2 separate regions of the Mus musculus genome follow, and region 2 is linked to region 1. The links are chromatin contacts, called in public HiChIP or PLAC-seq maps. All regions are on one chromosome and are shown on one strand. Each heading gives the region's core, a stretch centred on a gene start, on an enhancer-like site or on the middle of the called end of the contact. The rest is flanking DNA. Distances are from core to core; before and after follow the strand shown. Region 1 has its middle 32 kb from the start of Atp10a. Region 2 overlaps Atp10a (ATPase, class V, type 10A).

The links. HiChIP or PLAC-seq counts read pairs in DNA pulled down with a chosen protein or histone mark.
Region 2: a contact with region 1 is called in a CTCF HiChIP or PLAC-seq map of the NIH/3T3 cell line, with 14 read pairs. The contact joins two enhancer-like sites. A contact is called at or near these places in 1 of 15 datasets of contacts at CTCF or cohesin (the NIH/3T3 cell line), 4 of 484 Hi-C or Micro-C datasets (the HL-1 cell line, embryonic fibroblasts, peritoneal macrophages and 1 more) and 5 of 115 datasets of contacts at active chromatin or transcription factors (the 230-238 cell line, CD8 T cells, embryonic stem cells and 2 more).

Annotation. Positions count from the first base shown.
Region 1 is chr7:58,623,436-58,629,329 of GRCm38.p6, reverse strand. No RefSeq gene overlaps it. Among named protein-coding and RNA genes, the nearest start is that of Atp10a, 32 kb to the left of the region's middle. Within about 2 kb of position 2,384, at least 107 of the 459 cell types and tissues checked have an H3K27ac peak or open chromatin away from gene starts, as enhancers often do.
Region 2 is chr7:58,733,374-58,739,267 of GRCm38.p6, reverse strand. The region is part of intron 1 of Atp10a (ATPase, class V, type 10A); the gene reads right to left. Among named protein-coding and RNA genes, the nearest start is that of Gm39019, 5.3 kb to the right of the region's middle. Within about 2 kb of position 2,262, at least 33 of the 459 cell types and tissues checked have an H3K27ac peak or open chromatin away from gene starts, as enhancers often do.

The sequences.
Region 1 (5,894 bases), core at 1,135-3,634:
ATTTTGTTGACAGTGTTTTGAGTTTGTCTTCTATCATGATATTAGCTATATGTTTGTCTTATATAACCCTTATTATGTAGAAGCATGTTTCCTCTGTCCCTGGTGTCTCCACAACTTTTGTCATGAAGGAATGTGAAATTTTTCTCAAAGTCTTCCTGTGTATCTATTTAGATAATGGTGTGATTTATGTTTTTGCATCCATTTATGTGATAAATTAAATATACTTAACCATTCCTGCATTTTTCTTGGTCTTGATGAATGGTCTCTTTGATGTGATCTTGAGCTAGGTTTGCATTTTATTGAAACTTTTTGTATCTGTGTTCATCTGGCAGAGCAGTCTGTAATTTTCTTTATTTGCTGTGTCTTTATCTGGTTTTAGTACCAGAGTAATACTGAATTCATGAATGGAGTTTAAAAGTCTTCCTCTTTTTTCCATTTTGTGGAATTTTTTGAATAATACTGGTGTTAGTGCTTCATTGAAATGCTAATAAAATTCTGCAGTGGATCCACCTGGTCCTGGGCTTTTATTGTTGGGAGACTTTTTAACTACTGTTTTAAGCTTGTTGCTGGTTATGAATATGTTTAATATTTTTGGTTACTCTAGGTTTAATTTTCTCATGTTACATTCATCTGGAGAAATTCATTGATCTCTTCTAGATTTTCCAAGTTAGATGGAGTATAAGAGTTTGAGGTTTAGAGGATAGGGTATGAAGAAGACCTGAGGCTTGATCCCTTGAAGCAGCCAACCGCTAGGAAATTTGGATCAATGAAAAAGACAGGAAAGTGGTCAATAAGGAGGCCTGCTGCCCAAGTTCTACAGAATTGAGTGTGGCAAGTGCTGCCCTTGGGTAGAAAGAAAGCAGGTCTTATCATGTTGCCCGAGTCTGTTTGTATATCTTTAATGTATACAAGTACAGACAGAGTCAGATAGTGCCAGTTTTATTTTTGAGTAGACAGAAAATTCCTGCAGCATGCGGGAAGTGCTGCGGCATTTTGCTTCTCTTGAGCTCAGGAAGGAAACGAAGCTTTAGGAAGTAGAAAATGAGACCTGGAGACATGGTCAGTGGTAGATTAGTTGGCTGCCAATGAAAGGCTCTGAGTTTGATTCCTAGGACTGGGGTGTGGTCAGGGAGTGTGTGGAAGCACAATCTGAAGTGTTTGTTATTCTGATGGACTATGAGCCATGGATGTCTTTGTAGGAACTGGTGATACAACTACATGCTATTTTTAGGTAACTTAACCTTCAATATATTAATAACACCTTTCAGTTTCTCTAATATTATTTATCAGTGCAAACTATTGTTTTTAACAAATACATTTTAGAGTAGTTTTATATTTGTAGTGAAATTGAAAGAAAGGTGCAATATCCCTATGTACCCTTTGCCCCTGTGTGCATTGCCCTACCTCAATCAGAGTATAGGTAATCATAGGTAATCACTTGCTTTTGCCTTATTATCACTTAAAATCTCTGTGCTTAGGTTTCACTCTTGGTGCGCACTCCATGGATTTGAACTAATGTATGATGGGAAGTACTTATCCTTACAATATTTAATTGTCTTTCTCTGCTGACACTTCTCTGATCCTCCAATTCACCCTTCCTTCCCATTAACCCACAGCAACCATTGAGCTTTCCTCTCCCTCCTTTCCCTCTCTCCCTCCTTGTCCTGCTTCCTTCTTTCTCTCTCACCTTTTCATCTTTTTCTAACATTAGGAATTCAGTCCAGGATCTCACATGGTGCTGGACAAATGCCCTATGACTAAGTCACATCCCAGCTCCTGATTTTTTTCTTGTCTCCACGGATTTATGTTTTCAAGAATGCTACATTCCTAATTCTTTTTTTTTTATTCACTGACATACATTTGCATTTCTCTCATACCTTCTCATATCTCATTGCTTTTTAGAACTGAATAATATTTCATTCTATCAATGTACCACAGTTTATATACCCACTCACATGAATAGTTGTGAATGCATGCTTTCATTAAAATTTTTTGGATGGGAGGTTATGATTACTTTCCAGTGCTGGGGGATGGAGCTATGTTTGAGATGAATGAAGAAACTGAACAGCTCTTGGAATTACTCAACTTCCCCACGTGGTGCTAGCTATTAGCCCAGAGCAGCGAGAAACAAACAAACAAACAAAGAAACAAACAAACAAACGACCTTGGGCTTTTGCAATTCTGAAAAGAGAGATAATCAGAACACAGGCATTTCTCTGCAGTTGCTTCAGGCTGCCAGGGACTGCAGCAGTTCTGGTGGATGCAGCCAACTCAAGTCTGAAGGGCAGCCAGAGTCAGACATTTGAAAAGTGGGAAAGCATTGCGATGGTAACAAAATATTTCTCTGTAAAGGGGCCAGGCAGAAGTCTTACCGCAATGACTTTTAGACTTAGAAACCCTCAGAGCTTTCTCAATAGAGGGCTGTCCCACGCTGGTGAGAGGCTCAGGCCACTCTTCAGATCTTTGTGTCAATGAATAAGAACATAACTTTCTCTGAGGGTGATCTCCCTGGGGAGAGATTATATGCAGTACTTATGATTTCATTACAACAGTTTTAAAATAAATACAGTCAGGAGAATAACAACCACTCCCAGATTCCCTTAGGCTCTTACCGTTTCAGGGTGCCCATGGTACGCTCCACCGGTTTCCTGTAAGTTTACGTGTGAGTTATTTTTGGTCTTTTGCTGCAGTGAATAAACACCCCACCTACATATTTTCATATTTTTACAAGTAGATCTGTAAGCTAGGTTCTTGGAAGTATGATTTTAGGACCGTGAGTAAACAGTGTGATTTTGCTTGGTATTGTCCAGTTGTTCTCTGTCACAGTGCCGCCAGCATCTGTTCCTTTGGCTCAGTGTGGCTTTTCATCAATAGTTTTTATGTTTGTCATCCTAGCAGATGTGAAATGCTGTCTCAGTAGTGCATTGGCTTGTGTTTTTTCTATTTATGTGAGGTGAATTACCTTTTCCTAAGATTAAAATTATGTGTATTTTTTTCCTGTAAGGTGATATATACTCAAAAATCAGTTTTCTATTGTTAGTCTTTTCTTTTAGTGGTTCTAATTTTCAAAATTTGAGTCAAACTTAGACTACTTTCATTCAAACTTAAGATATTTTCTTTTGCTGGAAGATAAAGAGATTTAGTTCAGTCTTCTATGTTTAAACTTCCGTTATAATCATATTATACAGCTCTCTGTATCAGCCAGTTTTATCTCTGTAGATCCAATCAACCCTCTCCACTGCTCCTTAACCCTTCTATCCTGGCAATGTTCTCATTTTACTTTCCTGGTCTCTGTAGTAATTAGGGGCAGTGTACTACATAGTTACTTTAGGCTGTGTGCTTGCATCTGACGATTTGGATCTGGGAGCCTTGAATACAAGAGAACATGCTGTGTTTGCTTCTCTGGGCTGGGTTACCTCACTCAATGTGATCTTTTTTGTTCTACTCATTTACCTGCAAAGTTCATGATTTCACTTTTGTTTACACCTAAATATCCCATAGTGCTTATATACTACATTTCAGGTGTGTGTGTGTGTGTGTGTGTGTGTGTGTGTGTGTGTGTGTAGCCCTAGCTATCTTGAAACTCACTCCATTAACCAGGTAGCCTTGAAATCAGAGATCCATCTACCTCTACCTCCTAAATACTGGGATTAAAGGTTTATGCCACCACACCCAGCTCAGGCACAATAAATTGTTGGCTTTAATTCTTAGCAAGCAGAGTCCTACTCAGAAAGTCCTTTCTTAAACCTATACCACCTATCTATGCTTTCTTTTAACAATTTCAGCTTTAGGTTTCATGTATAGGTCTTTGATCCATTTGGAGTTAGTTGGGCAATACATACAGGTCTAGTTTCATTCTTCTGCATGTGAGCATCCACTTTTTCCAGAACCATTTGTTGAAGATTCTTTCTTTTCCTCAGCTTCCGTTCTTGGTGTCTTGGTTTGATACCAAGCAGCAGAAGCTATGTGTGCTCCTGTTTGGGTCTTTGATTTGTTCTATTGGTTAACATTGTTTAGTTACAAGGCACTGAGGTGCATATTTAACATACCAAAGCAGACCTAGTATCCAGGTTCTCCTAGCATCTTTCAGTCCTATTTAGCATACCCTGCCCCCAACCCTTAACTTTGCAGCCCAGGTGCTGGTCTACACTTCCCCATGAGATTCCTCCCTATATAACCCAGGGAGTTTTTGTGCTCTCCTCCTCCTCCTCCCTCCTTCTTCATCCTCCTCCTCCCCCTCCTTCTTCATCCTCCTCCTCCCCCCTCCTTCTTCATCCTCCTCCTCCTCTTCTTCCTCCTCTTCCTTTTCTTCTTCTTCTCTTCTCTCTCTGTACTCACACCCTTTTTCTTTTTCTTTCTGCCCCTTATCCCCTCCCCTTTCCCCATGGCCACTTCCCTGGCCTTGGTCCTTGGGGCCAGTGAACTCAAAATAAACCTGCCTTTAATATGATCTATATCTGGCTTGAATTGGCTCAACAGCAGTGGTGGAGAAATAACCTATCAAATATGTCTGTTTGGGTGTTTGTGTGCTATCCAAGGTGTTTTATGGTTCCATGTAAAATTTAGAATAGTTTTTTTTCTGTTTCTATTCCTACAAACACTGTGATGGAGATTTGCATTGGGATTGACTGAATCTGTAAATAGCTCTTGGTAGAATGGTCATTTCAGAATGTTTATCCATCTAGTGTCTGTTTCTCTTTCTTCACAGGTTTAAGGTTTTCACTGTAGAGATTATTTACTTTCATTGTTAGTTCAATTCCTATAATTAAAAAAAAAAAAGAGTATACGCGGAGGAATCCATGGTTCTAGCTACATATGTATCAATGGGAGGGGAGGGCCTTGGTCTTGTGGAGGCATTGGGGGATGCTAGAGCAGTGAAGAACTGAAGCACTGAAGTAGAAGCTTGTGAGTGGGTAGAGGAGCACCCTCATAGAAGCAAAGGGGAGGGGGAATGGGATGGGTGGTTTGCAGAGGGGAAACCAGGAAGGGGAATATCATTTGAAATGTAATTGTATAAAATGATAGATTATAAAAAAAAGACACATTGGAGCTGGTGAGATGGCTTAGCAGTTAAGAGCACTGACTGCTCTTCTGGAGGTCATGAGTTTAAATTCCAGCAACCACATGGTGGCTCACAACCATCTGTAATGAGAAACAAATAAAAAACCAATGTGCCTGAGCCAGCAGTATGGAGCAAGCGGGCAGGGACTGGATCAGGCAGTACCCAAGCAAGCTAGTAGGGGCCAGAGGAAGAAGGGAAGGGGGTGGGGGTGGGGGAGACATTGTTGAATTTTGTCAAAGGATTTTTCTGCATCTGTTAAAATGGGCATATAATTTTTGTCTGTAAGTCTATCTATGTTGTTCATTACATTAATGACTTGCATATGATGAACTTTTTTTTTCTGCATTCTAGTGATAAAGCAAATTTGGTCATGGTGTATAATTTTTTTTTTTTTTTTTTTTGGTGTATAATCTTTTAGATGTAGGTCTGCATTTCATGTGCAAGTTTTTACTGTGAACTTTTTGTTTGGTGGTGGTGGTGGTGGTGGTGGTTTTTTGTGTTTTGTTTGTTTGTTTGTTTGTTTTGCTTTTTTGAGTATTTTTGAGTTTATAATTATGAGGGATATTGGCCTGTAGTTTTCTTTCTTCTTTTTTTTGAAGATTTGTTTGTTTGTTTGTTTATGTATGTGAGTACACTGTAGCTGTCTTCAGACACACTCTCTTACTTTCAATTAGGTAAAGGTTTGTCAATTTTGTTTATCTTCTCAAAGAGCCAGCTCTTAGATGTGTTGATTTTTGCCTTGTTTCCTTTTTCTCTATTTCATTGATTTTTTGGTATGATTTTCAGTATTTCTTATCATCATCTGGATTTGGATTTGGGATGTTCTTGTTAT
Region 2 (5,894 bases), core at 1,013-3,512, 110 kb before region 1:
GGGATAGCATTTGAAATGTAAATGAAGAAAATATTTAATAAAGAAAAGACTGGGGGAGGACAAAAATATTTCTTCATTGATATAGTTGCTACCTGGTGATGGCAAAGTTATGAAAATAGTGATGATGGTTGCCCTGCACAGCTTCATTAATGCTACCAATGTATACATTTAAAATGGTCACAATGGCAGATTTTTGTCATATGCCATTTTTCTTTATTTCAAAATGTAACTTAACTGTACTGGCAATCTTTATGTTATGTTTATTTACAAGAACTAAAAAGAACATCATTTAAAAAACTTTAAACTAGAATTATATTGCACCTGTTTAACAAGACATTGGGTTGTCTTAGAGCTCTTGCGGGGGGGGGGGGGGGGGAGTGATCTCTGAGCAAAGCCACAATTCAGGATCTGGTCTGCAAAAATGGACATGAGGCCAGGTCCATTCTCCCCACTGAATCAAGAAGAAACCCATGACACCAACTACAGTTACCAACCTCTGTAGCCTTCAGAATGTGCTCACTATGTCATCCATATGACCACTGGGAAAAGCAAACTTCTAATCCAACACAAATGTCACTTTTAACTGTTTCTTGGATGTTTTGTATACAGTGTAAGGAGCTGGCTGTGAATATATCCAACTGTCTTAAATTCCACACTGGATTTGAGGAAATCCCCACGAACTTCAAGGGCTACAGGTGCCGCCTTCGGATTCTTGTGTTTCCCTTCCCTGTCTCTCTCCTCTCATCTGTCTCAGTCTGGGTCACGGTCTCTTGATACAGAGGCTTTGTTGCCCAAGCTGGCCTCAAACTTCTGGACTCAAATGACCCTACCGCAGAAACTAAAGTAGCTGGAACTGCAGGTACACACCACCACTCCTGGCTCTTCCTCCATTTTACACCTCTATTTTCTTATGTTTTACTACTTCAAGATCCACCAAACCAATGATGCACAAAGTGCAGCAATGGCCATTATAAAGTAAGATTTAAATGTAGCTTCTATCCTCGAATATAAACACAAAGAGAGACACAATCACTAGAGAGCATCCTGTGGGCTGTACCAATCAAGCCCATGTAGTTGATCATACACCCCATACAACAATACATGCTTCCATTTATGTCCAGTGTAATGATATATAGACTTACTATGTTTAGCCTAGGGAACTGTATGGCCCACTAATCACACTAAGATTCCCTGTGCCCGTCCCCACCCTACCCAGAAATGGGTAGCTATGAGACAGCACATAGAAGTGACACTCCATCACCCATCACTCCATCCTTTTTTGGTAAGAGAATTAATTGATCAGTGTCCCACCTTTTAGTCCCTTACAATGGGCATTAAATTTCCTTGTAATTTTTTGTGGGGTCTGTCTAATTACAGCCCAGACCTACCCAATGGGAAGAGGTGGACAAGAAAACTTTCTAAATGCAGAAGCCTTGTGTCTTAGTCAGGGTTTCTATTCCTGCACAAACATCATGACCAAGAAGCAAGTTGGGGAGGAAAGGGTTTATTCGGCTTACACTTCCATGCTACTGTTCATCACCAAAGGAAGTCAGGACTGGAACTCAAACAGGTCAGGGAGCAGGAGCTGATACAGAAGCCACGGAGGGATGTTCTTTACTGGCTTGCCTCTCCTGGCTTGCTCAGCCTGCTTTCTTATAGAACCAAGACTACCAGCCCAGAGATGGTCCCACCCACAAGGGGCCTTTCCCCCTTGATCACTAATTGAGAAAATGCCTTACAGTTGGATCTCATGGAGGCATTTCCTCAACTGAAGCTCCTTTCTCTGCGATAACTCCAGCTGTGTCAAGTTGACACAAAACTAGCCAGTACACCTTGGAACCTCCTATATGAGGACAGCTGGCAAGACTCGGAGCAGACAATACAGCTAATCCCTGCTGGCCATAGAAAGTGTGATGAGATCATGTTTGTATGGTGTTTAGCGGCTTATATGTGTGACTTTTATTACACAGCCATAAAACCAACACATGTCATCTCTAACTCCTACACCAAGGCTAGGGCCCTCCAGCCCTTCCTCTCTGCTCCCTTTTCCTCTTATTCCATTTTCTCCTTTCTTCTTTTCCCCTCTTCTCTCTCCCAGGCAGCTCCATAGTCTATATATACCAAGCAGTAAACAAGAAATATGCCCATCACATAGGTTTACAATGTCCACTCCTGAGAAAGAATTATGTCATGAAAGGAAGTGTGGTTCACCAGAGGGTGAAATGACACATAAACAAAGGGACTTGACAGTGTACAGCTGTGAAGCATGAGCTGGGATGTGGTCACACATCATAAATCATAGTCACTCCAGAGGAATGACAACCAGCTCTTCTGTTAGCCAGGCACACCAAGATTCAACTAACTGAAAACTGTCAACCCAAGGAAAGTTCAGAGAGCAATTACAAGAGAGAATATGTGTGTGTGTTTCTTGACATTCATCAACTACTGATGGCTGGAGATATCCTAGACCCTAGAGCAGTGCTTTTCAACCATCTTAATGCTGGATCTCTTTAATATAGTTTCTCATGTTATACTGACCCCCCCCCAAGCAAAATTGTTTTTGTTGCTACTTCATAACTATTATTTTGCTAATGTTATGAAGAATAATGGAAACATGTTTTCTGATAGTCTTAAATGATGACTTCTGTTAAAGGGTCCTTATACTTCTCCCTCAATGGGGTTGAGACCCACAGGTTGAGAACCACTGCCCTAGAGGCTAACTTTCTGCCTCTTTTCTAAACCAATTAACTTTCTAACTGTTCTAAATACTTACTGTTAAACCTACAGATAAGGGTAGCTTTAATTCCTCACCAAAGAAGCTTCTTTTTACAACAAATGGTGACCATTACAGAGAACAAATGGAGACCATTACAGAATGCATAACTCATCAGACTGCACAGAATAAGTGACTGTGGTATGTTCAGCCAGCCGCACCTGATATATTTACAATGTACTCTTTACATATAAGGCTCAAGACATATTGGAAAGGAGGTGGAAATATTGTAAACCAGAAGACTAAGATACGGGCAGCAAAACAGTGTTACCTAGACATGACAAGGAAGTTGGCACCCATAACATCTTAAAAACATGGATGCTTAAATAAGACATGCATCATGACAACACCAGTGGGTGTACTGATGAAGATGGGAGAAATCCCACAAGAGCTGCAAGCAATCAGTGACAGCTGAAAGAGAATTTCAACTTTCTCCAATGGTGAGCTCCCTGATAGGTTATCATCCAATCCGAAGTAATCATCCCTTAACACATGTACACAGGAACAACACTAAATAGACTCAGTGGTTTGTTGCTTTTGTTGTGTGTGTGTGTGTGTGTGTGTGTGTGTGTGCGCGCATGCACGCACATACATGTAACAATAATGAAGAAGAGGTCATGAATTTGAGGAGGTCACAGGAGGAGTGGGTGGAAGAGAAGCAGGAGTGGAAAATAAATAAAAGTAGTACTCATGTATAAAATTCTTAAAAAAATAGATAAGTATAGTAATAAAAATAAGGAACAGAAGAAAATTGGAATAGAATGTTGTATGCTTAAAAAAGCCAGGCCTAAGGTTAAAAGCATAAGCAAGTCCTTTCAAGCAAGGTGAATATCCTGTTACCCTCAGAATGGGGTAGAAATGTTGCCTGGTCAGTCTGCCATCAATCATCTGTATCCCTGTGACATCACCTTTCAGTCTCTGTTTGCACAGCTAGAAAGTGAAGGTGTAAACAGAAATGAGGGAATGTGTGGTTTCTGTAGTTTGCTTCCAGAGAAAAGTTGTTAACCCTTTATAATCCAGCACATGTTGCCTTCTGTTGTCATCTGAACTTTATTTGTCTATCATAGATACTCCAGGGCTGAAGGAATCTGCTCTAAGAATTAGAATGACCAATTTCACTTAAAGGAAAAAATAAAACACGCTCTCCCAATTCATTATTCTGATCATTGGTTTAAGCTTGGCTAAAACTACTTTATTTATAGAAATCATGTTTCTAAGACTATTAAAAGTAATGTAAAATTTAAAGTAATTGCTCTATCCAGCTAAAAGCACTTTTACTTAGGCCAGGAAATTGATATTACTCCTTTGTGGTACATATATACACACACACACACACACACACACACACACACAATGATTTCCACTTAGTACATAATTCTCCTGGCTCTCCAGTGTCTCCATAGTGAGAGGGGTCTCTACTGTGCATTTACTTATCTCTCTAAAGTAGAGATGATCTATTTCTAGTATGAAGCATGGAGGAAACCCTAAGAAAAACAGAGATAGTTCATCTCCATTGTCAATAGAAATGAATTTTGAATCACCCAGGAGACACACCTCTGGGAGTGTCAATCGAGGCATTTCTAGAGATGTTTAACTGATGTAGGAAGACCCTCCTTGGGTGTCGCTGGCACCATTTGTGGACTGTAGTGACAGACAAAATAAATGGAAAAATTCAGAAAGCAGGACCAGTAACCTGGTCTCTGTACTTCCTGACTGTGGATGCAATATGACCAGCTGCCTCATGCCTCTGCTACCATAACAGACTATACTCTCAAATGGTTAGTCAAAATCCACTCTTTCTTCCTTCCATTGCTCTTAACAGGTGTGTATTAGAGAAAGGAGAGAAGTAACTAGTACAGAAAATAAAAGTCTACTCTTCTACTTCAATGAATTGCTCTCATGAGGATTTACATTAGGCTATTTGCCCTCAGAAGTAAGGGAATAAAAGGTTTGTTTTGTTTTGTTTGTTAGGTGAAATCAGAATCTGATGTTTCTTACAACTAGTGGCCTATTGCTGTTCCATGTACATGAAAAGTCATTGTAATTGTTCGAACTGTCATTATCCCTGTGTCCAGCATGGTCTCTGAATTTATAAATGTAATAGTTTCATCTCTCTGAGTTTTTCTATGCTACACAGGAAGAGGTAAGAATAAAAAGCACACTCACTTCGGACTTGGTAGTCAGTCCCTCTGTCCCTCTTCATAACATTGGTACTGTTTGTTATCAGCACAAAGTGCCATGAGCTTTTGCATGCTTCTCCATGCTTCTGAGAATGCCCATAAACATTGCTTGGGACTACAAACACCCATGCATGTCTCTTCTGAGATCCTTAGAAGGATGCGGGGGGGGGGGGGGGAGGTAGGGGGGGAGGGAGAGACAGGCAGAGGTGAGCCTTGATCACAGGATTAGGGAGCGTTGAGAGAACAGACAGCAGCAGACTAGAACTATGAAAGACCAAAAGCAGATTCACAGTGAGGCCTAGATTGTAGGTATCTGGGAAGCACTATAGCATCAAAATGAAGCCAAATGGGTGAGGGATATGCCCACATTTGGAAGGCGAGCATAGGATTCCATGGTGCCTACCCATGTCCTGGGGGCACTGAAAGCAAAAGACTAGAATGCTGTGCGTTCTGCATACAAACCCTGCCTTATCCTTCCATGCTGAGAGAATGCAGCTGCAAACAGTCCTGGAATGCATGTGTGGAGTTGCCACATTCTCCAACTTTTGGAAACTGTAGCTCCCAGCGACTCACCCGTGAACACAGAGGGTCATCTTTGCAAACATCTGGCATGCATTTATCTCCTCAGAGACTTACTCAGCACTCAAATATATCAGACTGTTTAGTCTCTTGAAAGACTCAACTGTTCTTCAGAAACAGCCTTCTCAGCAAGGGCCATGGACTCTGCAGAGCGACCAGTGCTTTTATTTGAGGTCTACAGCGAACACCAGCTGGTCTAGGCGCTTTACATCATAGTTTCTCTCAGCACTGAGACTCCATCATCTTAGTCCTGGCAGTAATTGCAACCAAAAAAGTGAACACAGCTCCCTCCACACCACACCAGATGAGGTCACCACACAGTGCACTCTCCAACCTGAATCTTAGGAAACACTCTTTTGGTC